2 separate regions of the Sus scrofa genome follow, and region 1 is linked to region 2. A link is a contact called in public Hi-C data. All regions are on one chromosome and are shown on one strand. Each heading gives the region's core, a stretch centred on a gene start, on an enhancer-like site or on the middle of the called end of the contact. The rest is flanking DNA. Distances are from core to core; before and after follow the strand shown. Region 1 overlaps BABAM2 (BRCA1-A complex subunit BRE). Region 2 holds the start of FOSL2 (FOS like 2, AP-1 transcription factor subunit).

Region 1 (5,613 bases), core at 266-2,765, 120 kb before region 2:
GGGAATGACTCCTGGAGGGGAGCCAGAGTGAGGTAGAGCCCACAGCGGGTGTAGATGAGGGACAGCTCCTGGGGGCAGTGCTCAGGCCACAGCAGGCGCCCAGGGCCGAAGCTGAATTAGTGAAGATCTTATAGACAGGACCAGACCCAACGGGCTGCATGCAGTAGGTGCCACCACAGGGGACAGCTGCTCCCTGGGGTGAAGAGCAGAGACCAGGTGACTCTAGGTGACCTCCTTGGGACAAGTCAGATGAACAGGAGATGGAAGGATTCAATGTGATTTAGCCTCAGCCCAGTTAGACCCATGCAGTGGGCTTTATAGGGCATTTCCTGGGGAATTTGCAGATAGGCCAGGGATCTTTCTTTTCTCCAGCACCCTGTGCCCTGGGGGAGATTGATCACGTGGCCATCTGATTGAGGTCAAGTGATCTCACCTCTTAAAGGAGAAGCTGAAACAGCCCTGAAAACGTTCTAGGCCTAGAGAGGTCTTAGTAATTCCATTCCTGACCAAACACTGATGAGAAACTCTTCCTGTCTTCTCTGATTCGGCCAGAGTGTAGGTTCACAGTGCTTTGCTATTTCAATAGTGCTGCTGAATTTATGAAGCTATAAGCTCCTTGCAGGTAACCTGCTCCTGCCTCAGGTCGAATTCCCTGTGCGCATTGCCAAACTGGGACAGGCCTGGGCCGGGGCTGCTGAGAGCTGGCAGTGCCAGGCCGGGAAAGGCAAACAAACAAACCAAAGGCCAACAGGCAGGCCTGGGGGTTGGACAGCTACCCAGCAAACGGGTGGGGCACCAAAGCTTCATTGTGTGGCTGGAGAATCCAGGGCGTGGTAAGGGAACTGGCTCCTGGCACAGTAAAGATTAATGTTTCATGCACATGCATTTATTAGCGTGCCTGGTCTTTTGTCCAAAATGTCGTAAATTCACAGGTCAGGATTTTAGAGTAAATGAAATTACTGCTATTTCTCCGGCAACGGCCAATCATCACTCTTTACTTAAAAGAAAAGTTCAGAATCTTTCATTAATCTTCAACTCAAAACACGGAAATTCTAGTTTTCATAAGGTGTTAGAAAGAGCTTTCAAAGGATTCCTTCGCCCACCCCCCAGCCTCAGCCCCGACCCCTGCCCATGTCAGAGGTTAGGAATAAAGCATATTTTCCTTCAAACATTTGATGACACCCTCCTCCCTTTCCCAAGTCCACCAAATTCAAAATGGGGGGGAAAAAAAAGGAGGCTAATATACAGTAAGATTTGTACCTTTACAAGTAAATATTACCATTTAGCTGGGTAGCTTGTGGAAGCTTGTCAGGTCGAAGTGACTCACTTGCATAGATGAAGTTATTTTTAGAGATGTAATTTGTACTGTTTAGAAAAGAATAAAGCGATGGTAAAAGGCTAGATGGCTCATTATAGTTTACAGAGCTCATGAACTCAGCATCCATGCACGGGATGACTAAGCAACGGGTCGGTTGGTACTTTCTCTCCGAATTTTACAGACGTGAGTCACCCACTTGAGATTGCAGACGCAGCACCGAGGTACCCATGACTCAGCTCCCTTTTGGGAATTCAGTGCTGGTACACTTTGGTCGTTAAGGCCTGAGGAAATTACATACCGAAGCAAAATAGGTCCTTCTCCCACACAGCCGTTGGATGCTTTTAGCCCAGATTGATCGACCTTCCCCTCTGGCCTTCGCCAGACTCTGTGTGGGAGCCGTGCTGGCTGGTATGTGCCCATTCGGTCTGCTGCTGTCCACGGCAGCACCGCCTTCTTGATGTCAGGGTCTCTGCTCCGCGTGTTCGGTCCTCAGTAGAAATCTCAGCTTCACCCTTGCTGCACGAAGCTAAGCGGCACTCAGGCCACGTCCTTTAAGCAAATGTGTGTGTGTGCGCGTGTGTGCAAATCTTCAGCCTAACATTAAAATTCTAGTTTTCGGGAGTTCCTGTGGCCCAGAGGGTTTAGAACCTGACACGGTCTCCATGAGGCCATGTAGGTCGCAGATGCAACTCAGATCCCACGTGGCCGTGGCTGTGATGTGGGCCGGAGCTGCAGCTCCAGTTCAACCCCTGGCCTGGGAACGTCCATATGCTCCAGATTTGGCCCTAAAAAAATGTATATGTATATGTAGTTTTCATAAACTGGGAGACATAACCTTCAAAGGCTTGTTCCCCTCCACACTGTACCCATGTCAGGGAGTGAGAGAAATAAAATCCTCTTTTCCTGAAAGTATTTTTGCATGTTTTCTAAAAAGCCATACACACAAACACAGCATACCCACGTGCGTGAACACACAGAGTTATCGCTGTATATAAGCAGACTTGGTGAAGCAGATGCGATACTCTCTCTGCGGGGCTGCTGCTTTGTTCTCACAAGCAGGGCTCTGATGCCCAGGTGACCCTCGAGGGCAGCCTAACGCTAGGCTTGCCCCCTGGTCATTGGCACATGCTCATTATGCAGCCTGTCCAGAGCTAAGCCCTCGGCACGTGACCTGTCCTTTCAAACATATGGAAAATGGTCTTTTGCATTTGGTAGACATATCAATGGATTTTTCATAACCAATAAAGTATTTTACATCTATTACTTCTTATTCATTTATTTATTTATTGGCCACACTCATGGCATAAGGAAGTTCCCAGGCCAGAGATCAAATCCAAGCTGCAGCTCTGACCTACCCCATAGCTGCAGCAACACCAGGTTCTTAACCCACTGCACCACAGTGGGAACTCCCTATATTTTTTACTTTTATTGAAGAAACATGAACACGGCCACAGAAGCAAATACTCCAGAAAGGCCTTCAATGAAAAGTGAAAGTGCTCTGCCCCAAGCCACTTGGAGACAGTCACTTTTAACCACTTCTGTCACTTGGCACTTACTTCTGAAACTGTTTCATCCTCACCTGCTCTAACTGTAGCACTGTTACCAAGAACGCCAGGGCATGCAGAGGTTAAAAACTTGGTCTTGTTGTCAAAGGGAAAAGCCCTGTGTCTGTCCGAATCAACTAAGCAAACACTTGAGCATCTGCCATGGACTGAGCAGACCAGGGAGTTTACAGTCTGGGGGGCTGCAGGGCGCAGATAGGCAGATACATTAATACAACATCTGCGTGGAAAATGCTCTAATACAGGTGCATAAAACCCAGTCTGCGGGGTTTTGCAGAAACGTCGTAGCGCTGGGTCTTTAAGGGCTAGTAGAAATATGCTACGGAGCTGACACGGGAAGCATGTCCCAGAGAGAGTCGTGTGCTGGTGGACGGATAAATTAGTCCCAGAAAACTGGGACTAATTCATCCAGTTGCACGTTTAGGGTATGTGAGTCCAGGGAGGAGTGGGAGATGAGGCAGAAGAGTAATGTGCCCGACAAGGAAGAGCTTTGTGTGGCAGGGGCTCAGGGTAGGTCCTGGTGAGGAAGAGCCCAGCAAGGATTCTAACCACAGATGGGACACGATCTCACTTATGCTCTCGGTCTGATGGGATTCAAGGGCGAAGACGCTGCGGATGGGGCAACTGCGGGGGGTAACCAGTCCAGGCCAGATAAAATGGGGCACAGTGGGATTAGGGAGGGAGAGGAAAGGACAAATTCTAGGACTCCTCCAGAGGTGGCATCAGCAGGCCTTCATGAACTCAGATTTAGGAAGTCGGGGAGACTCGCAGACGGCTGTGATCGCTGAGTGGAAACTCAAGAATTAACGACGGGGGTGGGTGAGTGGGTGGGGTACTGAGTTTGAGTATATTGAGGGGGAGGCGTTGAGGTGGTAACCAGGTGGAGGTGTTCATAAGAAGCCAAAAGTGTGGGACGGAAGCTTAGGAAGAGCCGTCCTCGTTGATGCAGATGTGGGAGCCACGTCCCGCAGGACCAGGGAACCGCTTCAAGCTGAGTCTATAGCCTGAGAGCACTGACAACAGCTCTGGGGAAGGTGGCAGCTGCTGGCGGTCGGGGGACTCGGGTGGAGGTGAAGAAGCAGCAGAGAGAACCAGGAGAGAGGGCCACCAGGAAGGCAGGGGTGGCAAGAGTGTTGAGAGTAGAAGCATTTGCTTTGGTCCTTAATGGTCTTGGTGCCTAGACCGTTTCTTTCGCTGCTTTTCTCGGAGTGAGAAAAGCAGCGAAAGAAACATCCCTGCGTTAGAGTACGGGGAAGCCAGGGCGGGCACGTCACAGAATTAATTGACAATGAAGAAGACGATTTCTGTGGTGTTCAAGACTTAAACCCTGGGGGGATGGGAGGTGGCTAGTAGGGGGTCAAGAGGGGGAGTTGATGGGAAGAGATTCTTCCGCATGATGCGAAGGGACCAGAGGTCGCAACTCAGAAGGAAAAGAGAACTCACAGAAAGAGCAAAATCCTGGAGTTGGCTTGAGAGCGTGGAACCTGGAACACAGGTCGGGGAAAGCGCTTTGGACCAGAAGGACCTCTGCCTCCTCTGAGCCAGGCGGAGAGGATGCAGATGGTGACGAGGGGGAAGGAGGAAGAGCCGGGACATGGAGGTGATTTTGGCCTTGAGTGTCCATTTTCTCTAAGAAATTGCATGCAGGATTATCTCCTAAGTGAAAATGTCAGGCAGGAGGTTAAGGCTTTGAAAGAGAAAGTTTTGGATCGTGCTCAGAGCTGGCACAGCACCTGCGAGTTAATTCATCTCTGTATCACCAGCACCTACCAGTGCCTGGAGTGTAGCCAGCACTGAAAAATGTCTCCAACTCAATGCATTTTTCAGTCGTGGTCCGAGAGTAGTCTTGTACAAGTTTTTCTTTTGCAGCTGAGCACGAATAGATGATGAGAAGGTTTGGGGGTGTGGCTACGGGAAAGTGGGCGCCGGGTAGGTCGCCCTCGTAGATGCTGATGTTACCCTGGACGGTTGCAGAAACCAGAGTGGGGAGGAGGTCATGACGCATGTGTAGACGTGCTCGAGTTCCTTAGCTTGTCACCAGGAGTCGGGTAGATGACAGCAGAGAGGATCCACAGCCGTGCTCTAGGCAAAAGGTAGGCGCTTCAGCTGGGGGTGCTTTTCCTGGGGACCAGGCTGAGTGGGCAGGAAAGGAAGGGGAGTTTCACCTGAGACATAGCTGTGGCAGGAACATTCTGGGAAGAAAGTGAGAAGGCTACTCTTGAAGTAGAAGCAGAGGTGACCAAGGTCTGGTGGAGACTGGGTGTCTGTCCAGTCTAGGAGGACCCAGAGTGACAGAGGACACTAGGAAGAGTCAGGAAAATGCATTTTTTTTTAAATGAGGATAAGAGACTGGTTGGCTTGGGAGATGCTGGCTGAGAAAAGCGGTGTGCGAGGGTCTACCCAGGGGCAGGGGGTAGGAAGGCAGCCGAGCAGCAGGGAAAGCCGTGGTGACCTTGACCCTGTCTGCCAATCTGCCAGACACTCAGGGAGCCACAGTTCCTTGGCGGTCAGCTTGTCCAGGAGGCCACCTCCATAAGCACACATGTTCCAGGAGAGCTACGCTGGAGGCCTGGACTGTCCCAGGTTCGAAAACGCATCCGGCACATCTCTCGGCAACCGTGACCGGAGGCTCAAAAGCACAGGCTGCAGCTTATGACCTGACGGCGAAGCAGCATGCAGCTCGTGAGAGGAAACATTTAGAGACGTTTATAGCAATTTGCCGTTGCTGTGGCA
Region 2 (5,331 bases), core at 1,858-4,357:
AAGCTCTCGCTCCCTTTCCCCCTCCCTCTCCCCCCCCCTCCCCGAATTACTGGAAGGATTGTGTGGGAGAGACCCAGAAGCACCCGGATTTTCATGTGCGGGGTGGGGGAGGGCTGGGCAGCCGCTGCAGCTTAAAGAAAAACTAAGAGTGCGGTCTGTTCACACAGCTTCGACACGCGGCTGCTCCCAGAAGGGCCCTGGACACCCCGGCCGCGCCTCCCTCCACACCCCCTGCCAAGAGCTCACTAAGGTGGCCGGGTACTGTACGGAGCGGGAGGGGATGGAGAGGAGAGTAAGTGTCACGATTTCTTCTCTTGCACTCCCCTTGACTCCGTCCCCACCCCCAGTTTTCTGGGTTTTGCTGCTGCCGTTGGGAAAAGGGCTGAACGGTTTTGCGTCAAAGGACTGCATTTACTCAGTCCTGCTGGGAGAGGCGCGTAAACACACCCTGGCAGGCAGAACGCAGGATTAAAAAAAAAAAAAAAAAAAAAGCCGAAAAACAACCCCCCCCCCACGACAACACACCCCCCCCCCGTCGGGTGGGCGCAGCCGTCTGCCGCACACCTCTCACCCTGGCGGGGGGAGTTGGGGACTCTGCCCTGCAGGCGGTGGCGGAGGTGCGAGGAGCCTGGCCAGCCTCGCCTCTCTGCGCGTCCTTGGGGATGGAGCTCAGTACAGAATGTGTTTTATAGTTGTAAACAATGACCCCGAGTATTGTTTGGGATTACCGTATCTTGGGGCCATTGGGGCGGGCAGATGCCGCCAGTCGTCCCGGAAACGACAGCGCTTTATATAGAGCCCCGGGAAAGCTATGAGTTCCCGGCTCTATTTTTCTTTCCTAGCAACACCCCCACTTTACAGATATGGAAACTGAGGACTGAAACTGATGTGTTAAGAGTGCACAGAGCTTCACAGCCCTCACATCCTCCCGCTGGGTCCTCTCGAGGACCCCGTGGGGATATAGATGGCGCCACTTAAGAGCTGGGTAAGCTGAGACCCGGGCAGATCCTGCACCAGAACTCAATTTCCCTGACTCCCGGTACAGTGCTTCTCCGGATCATCTCTGCAGAAGGATTGACGTGCCAGAGCTGACAAGGGCCTTAGAAGGTCATGGATTGTACTCCTTCATTTTATGGGAAGAAGCTGAAGCCCAGAGAAGTTAGGGACTCGCCCAAAGTCTCACAGCTCGTAAATAGTACAGCCTGGCGTTGGTACTCCAAGGCCTGTGCTCTTTACCCCGCACCTCGCTCCACCCCGCCCAGCGAGGTGGGAGAACGTAGGAGTCAGGACTACCTGCTCCCTGAACTTCGCTCCAAAACAACTGAAGACAACATCGGGGCACACCCTCTCCCGGACCTCCCTCTTCCCTATTTTTTCTTTTTCCAAATTCGTAACAGTCGGAGTTTGCCTATAATGCACGATCATTCCTATTAGATGCGTCCTAATTGCCCAGCGTAGAGGGCCGGAATGTCTTGCCTGGTTAATTTCGTCTTCAAGGCTGCTCCTAACAAATTAATTGCAGGGCCGAAAAAGGGAGGGGGGAAGCAGTGGGCAGCCAGCCACGGAGGGGAAAATAGGCAGGCCGGCCCCGCCCGGCGGCGCCGCGCCGGGCCAAGGCCCGGCCGCAGGGAGGCGCGGATACCCTGCGCGCCCAGGGCGCCCGCTGCTCCGGGCGGCGCCGCGGAGGGCGCCGACGACCGCGCGCGGCCGCACCCTCCCTGCGAGCGGCTCTGCGCGCCCGGCTCCCGGCCTCGCGGTGGCGCCGCGCTGAACCGCCCGTCTCGCTCTTCAGGACTGTGATTATTTTCTAAAACCCTGCGCAGGGGCCCGCGTGGCCGCTCTCGGGGGCCCCGCCCCGCGCCCCTTCCCAGGGCGGTGGAGAAGTAGGGAGGCCGTGGCGCGCTCTGGAGCCGGCGAGGGAATCCCTCTCCCTCCACGTCACCCGAAAGCGAGGGAACCCGCACGCGCGTCCTCTAACGCAAATGACCATCTTTGGCAACAGGCGCCGGTGGAACAGACCAAGGGCGCAGGGCCCAGGGGGGTGGGCGGGGGTGGGGAAGGGCCGGGCTGCCTCGGGTCCCCCAAACCGCGCTCACAGCGCTCCCACCCCCTCCACCTCCTTCCTTCCTCGCGCAGGGTGTGCGGCTGGCGTCAGCGCGGCCGGGAGCCCGGGCAGGGAGGGGAGTGCTGCGCCCGCCTCCTCCCGCGCCTCTTCCTCCTCTTCCCCCTCCTCCTCCTCGGCCCTCTCCCTCCGCCTCCCCTAGCGCTCCTCCCGCAAGGTGGAGTCTTGGGTTGACGTGAGGTACAGGGGCTGGAGAATAAAGAGTGGAGTTGAACTCGTGCCATTGTAGTGACTCATCTCGGGCAGAGCGCTGGGGCTCCGAGCGAACCAGCGAGCAAGCAAGCGGCGCTCGGCGGGGACAGAGAGAGGGAGAGAGAGAGGCGCGGACGGGCGAGGCGGGCCCGTCCGGGAGCGGGCGCCGGGGAAGGGGTGCAGGTCCGGGCGCCGGAGCCGCCGCAAGGGGAGCGGGCCCGCGTCCCTCTCCGCGTCAGCTCAGCTGGAACCCCACGGGCCGCGGGGCGGGCTGCCTTCACCTAATCAAGTGTCCCTGCCGCTCGAAACTCCGGCGGCGAGTCGGCCACAGGAAGTTTATTCTCAGCTCCTTTTCTAAAAGGAGGAAATAGAAGTTTCTCCAAGCGGGCAGCCTTTCTTTTCGCCTTTTTTTTTTTTTCTTCCTTTTTTGCCCTGTCTGAAATTGGGGGCCCCCAGACCTGGCAGGCTTGACTCGCCGGGCTCCTATTCTTTTTTTAATTTCCAATTTTTGATTGAGCCGGCGGTCCCGGCTGGGCTCTGATTGCGCGCGGGGGCAGGAGGGCGCGCGCAGGGGAGGGACCGAGGGACGCGCGGACTTTTTAGAGGGAGGGACCGGGTGGACAACTGGTCCCGCGGCGCTCGTAGAGCAGGAAAGAAGTGCAGCGCTCGGCGCTCGGGGGGCACTGTTCTCGGAGTGCCGCCGCCGAGGGGGAGAAGCCCGGGAGCGACGCTTAGAGCCCCAGGCGCGGCCGGCAGGGAGCCAGCGCGCAGCTGCCGGTGCGCGGCCGCGGCGAGGGCGGGGGAAGAAAAACACCCTGTTTCCTCTCGGGCCCCCACCGCGGATCATGTACCAGGATTATCCCGGGAACTTTGACACCTCGTCCCGGGGCAGCAGCGGCTCTCCTGCGCACGCCGAGTCCTACTCCAGCGGCGGCGGCGGCCAGCAGGTAGGTGCGGGCCCCGGGTGCACCTGGCGCCGCGGGTGGACCCCCCGCCTTCCTCTCGCCAGGACTGCCTTTTTTCCCCCCCTTTCTTTTCCCTTTCTTGATTTGGCGAGAAAATTCTTGCGGCCTCCATTGTAAGTTCTAGATTTTCATCTTGTCCTCCTGACACCTCCTTTAACCTTCCCCCATCCCCCGCCAACACTTTTTTTTTTTTTTTTTTTTTTTAAACTAGAGCGGCGAGTGGGCTGGAGAGCCAACAAACCCTCGCCTTCACACTACATCCTATACAGACAAGCTCCTGGAATTGCAGGGCCTTTTCCCCAGGACCCTGTACCTCTCTCGCAGGAACCCCGTGGTTAGACCCCCCTCCAAAAAAAATCTTTGCACCCACGGGCACCTCCCGACATCCAGGGACCTTATTCCTGCGAAAAAGCCCTCTCTCCTTCGGTCTTCGTTCATTTCTGAAAGAACTTGGGGACTGGGAAAAATGGGCTCCTTCAAGTAATCCGGAGCGAGGGCGAGGGTTGTCGCTCTGGGAATCAGGTGCGAAGGTCAGGAAGGAGGAGGTCAGCCTTGATTGGCTCAGGCTGCGCCTTTCTCCCCCGCGCCCATCCATCTCCTGTTAGGGTCACAGAAGGAGCCTGCACAGCCGACCAGAAGGGGCGCCTTGGGGGTCTGGGAATATCTGGGGCCAGGACGCCTGCAGAGAGGGGACGGTGGGGGGGCGGTGGGGGCGGTGGATGAGACCTCGCTTAGGCTCCTGGGTGGTTCTGGAAGCCGGAAAACAACTTGTTTCTAAAGCAGGCGGACTGGTTTGCACCAGAGGGATTTTGCCTGAGATCTGTGTGTCTATAAATACCGGAATAAATACCAGAAAGGTGCTGCTGGGTTGGTGGTGTTCGTGGGGTGCCTGCCCTCTGCAGCCACCACTCCCCCCCACCCCCCGACCCCCACTCTTGGGAGGGAGCTGGCTTAACCAACAAGGTTGCTGGAACCTGAAGCCCGCCTCGGTCAGGATCTGCAGAGTCTCTAGGCAAGTTGGCTGTCTCGAGTTGCGCTGGTAAGATGATGATGGCTTTGGCTTCTATAAGCCAGCCAACCAGGAGGGCCTGGGGTGGACTTCTGGGGAGGAGGGACCCTGAGGGAGAATAAAATGGAAAGGGGGCTCTCTTTGGTATCTGAAGAGGGGTCTCTTATTCCAAAGTGGTTCCCCATACCTGGTGAGTCCTTAAAATGGCTTTTCTGTGTCTTCTTTTTACCTGCCCCGGTGTCCCCTTTAGCACCCCACTGTAGAGAACCTGGTTGGTGCATTGAGGGTACGGTCAGAGCACCCCTAATACTGAGCACTAAGGTGATGCATTTCAAGTCTTGTCCCAAAGTGTTTGATTTTTGTTTGCTCTCCAGCCCCATTGGTGGTTTGTATTGAATCCAGATATCATTAAGCAGCGGGTGGGAGTCATTTATACCCATTCCCTCAGTCTCCATTTCCACAGCACCCCCCCCCCCCATCTCCGTTCTCCGATGGGAAGGGAATCTTCTGATGTCTCATCTGCTCTTTTGGCTGCTGTTTCTATGGCAGTCATCACTGAAATGTTACAACGTCGCCGCCTGGCTTTGCTCAGACCCTGGGGCCTGGATGGGAAGTCCGACCGGACATCAGTGCCCCGATTGAATAATCTGTGTCACTAGGGCTTTGAGCCCAGGATGCAAGCGGAGGCAATTCCCTGTTTTGGAAGAAAATCAGACAGGAAACCAGTGCTAGGAAGAAGGAAGAGAACTCAGTCCAGCAGAGTGTAATGGGGCCTCATTACCAAAGCAAAAAGCAGCTGTTGGCTAATTCCTAGCATGCTGCAACACATGAGGATTTTGCAATTAGTAATAACTGCTGCACGGGGTTCTTGCATATATGCTTGCCCATTCGGCCCAGCAGCTTGAGTGAGGCACCTTTCAAACCGGAGGGATTGGCAAGGTAACTCAGCTTTGGATGAGTTTCTTGGCCTGTCCACTCTTGGGGGGTGGGTGGGAAGAGGGGAGGGTTTTCCCATCATCTCTCTGACTTGGAGCAGAGCTGTT

What was found. Hi-C and Micro-C count contacts between places; a contact is called where the count stands out from the background.
Region 1: a Hi-C map of embryonic fibroblasts shows a contact between it and region 2, with 4 times the contacts expected there. The contact joins the enhancer-like site here to the promoter of FOSL2 in region 2. A contact is called at or near these places in 1 of 5 promoter capture datasets (fetal skeletal muscle), 2 of 47 Hi-C or Micro-C datasets (both in embryonic fibroblasts) and 2 of 2 datasets of contacts at active chromatin or transcription factors (alveolar macrophages and skeletal muscle).

Annotation. Positions count from the first base shown.
Region 1 is chr3:110,955,268-110,960,880 of Sscrofa11.1, reverse strand. The region is part of intron 10 of BABAM2 (BRCA1-A complex subunit BRE); the gene reads left to right. Among named protein-coding and RNA genes, the nearest start is that of FOSL2, 120 kb to the right of the region's middle. Within about 2 kb of position 1,515, at least 21 of the 83 cell types and tissues checked have an H3K27ac peak or open chromatin away from gene starts, as enhancers often do. A contact at or near this core is called in embryonic fibroblasts, where this site is marked.
Region 2 is chr3:110,840,679-110,846,009 of Sscrofa11.1, reverse strand. It overlaps FOSL2 (FOS like 2, AP-1 transcription factor subunit), which reads left to right and starts at 3,107. Exons shown (of 4, transcript NM_001315740.1): 1 at 3,107-3,261. The coding sequence starts at 3,160.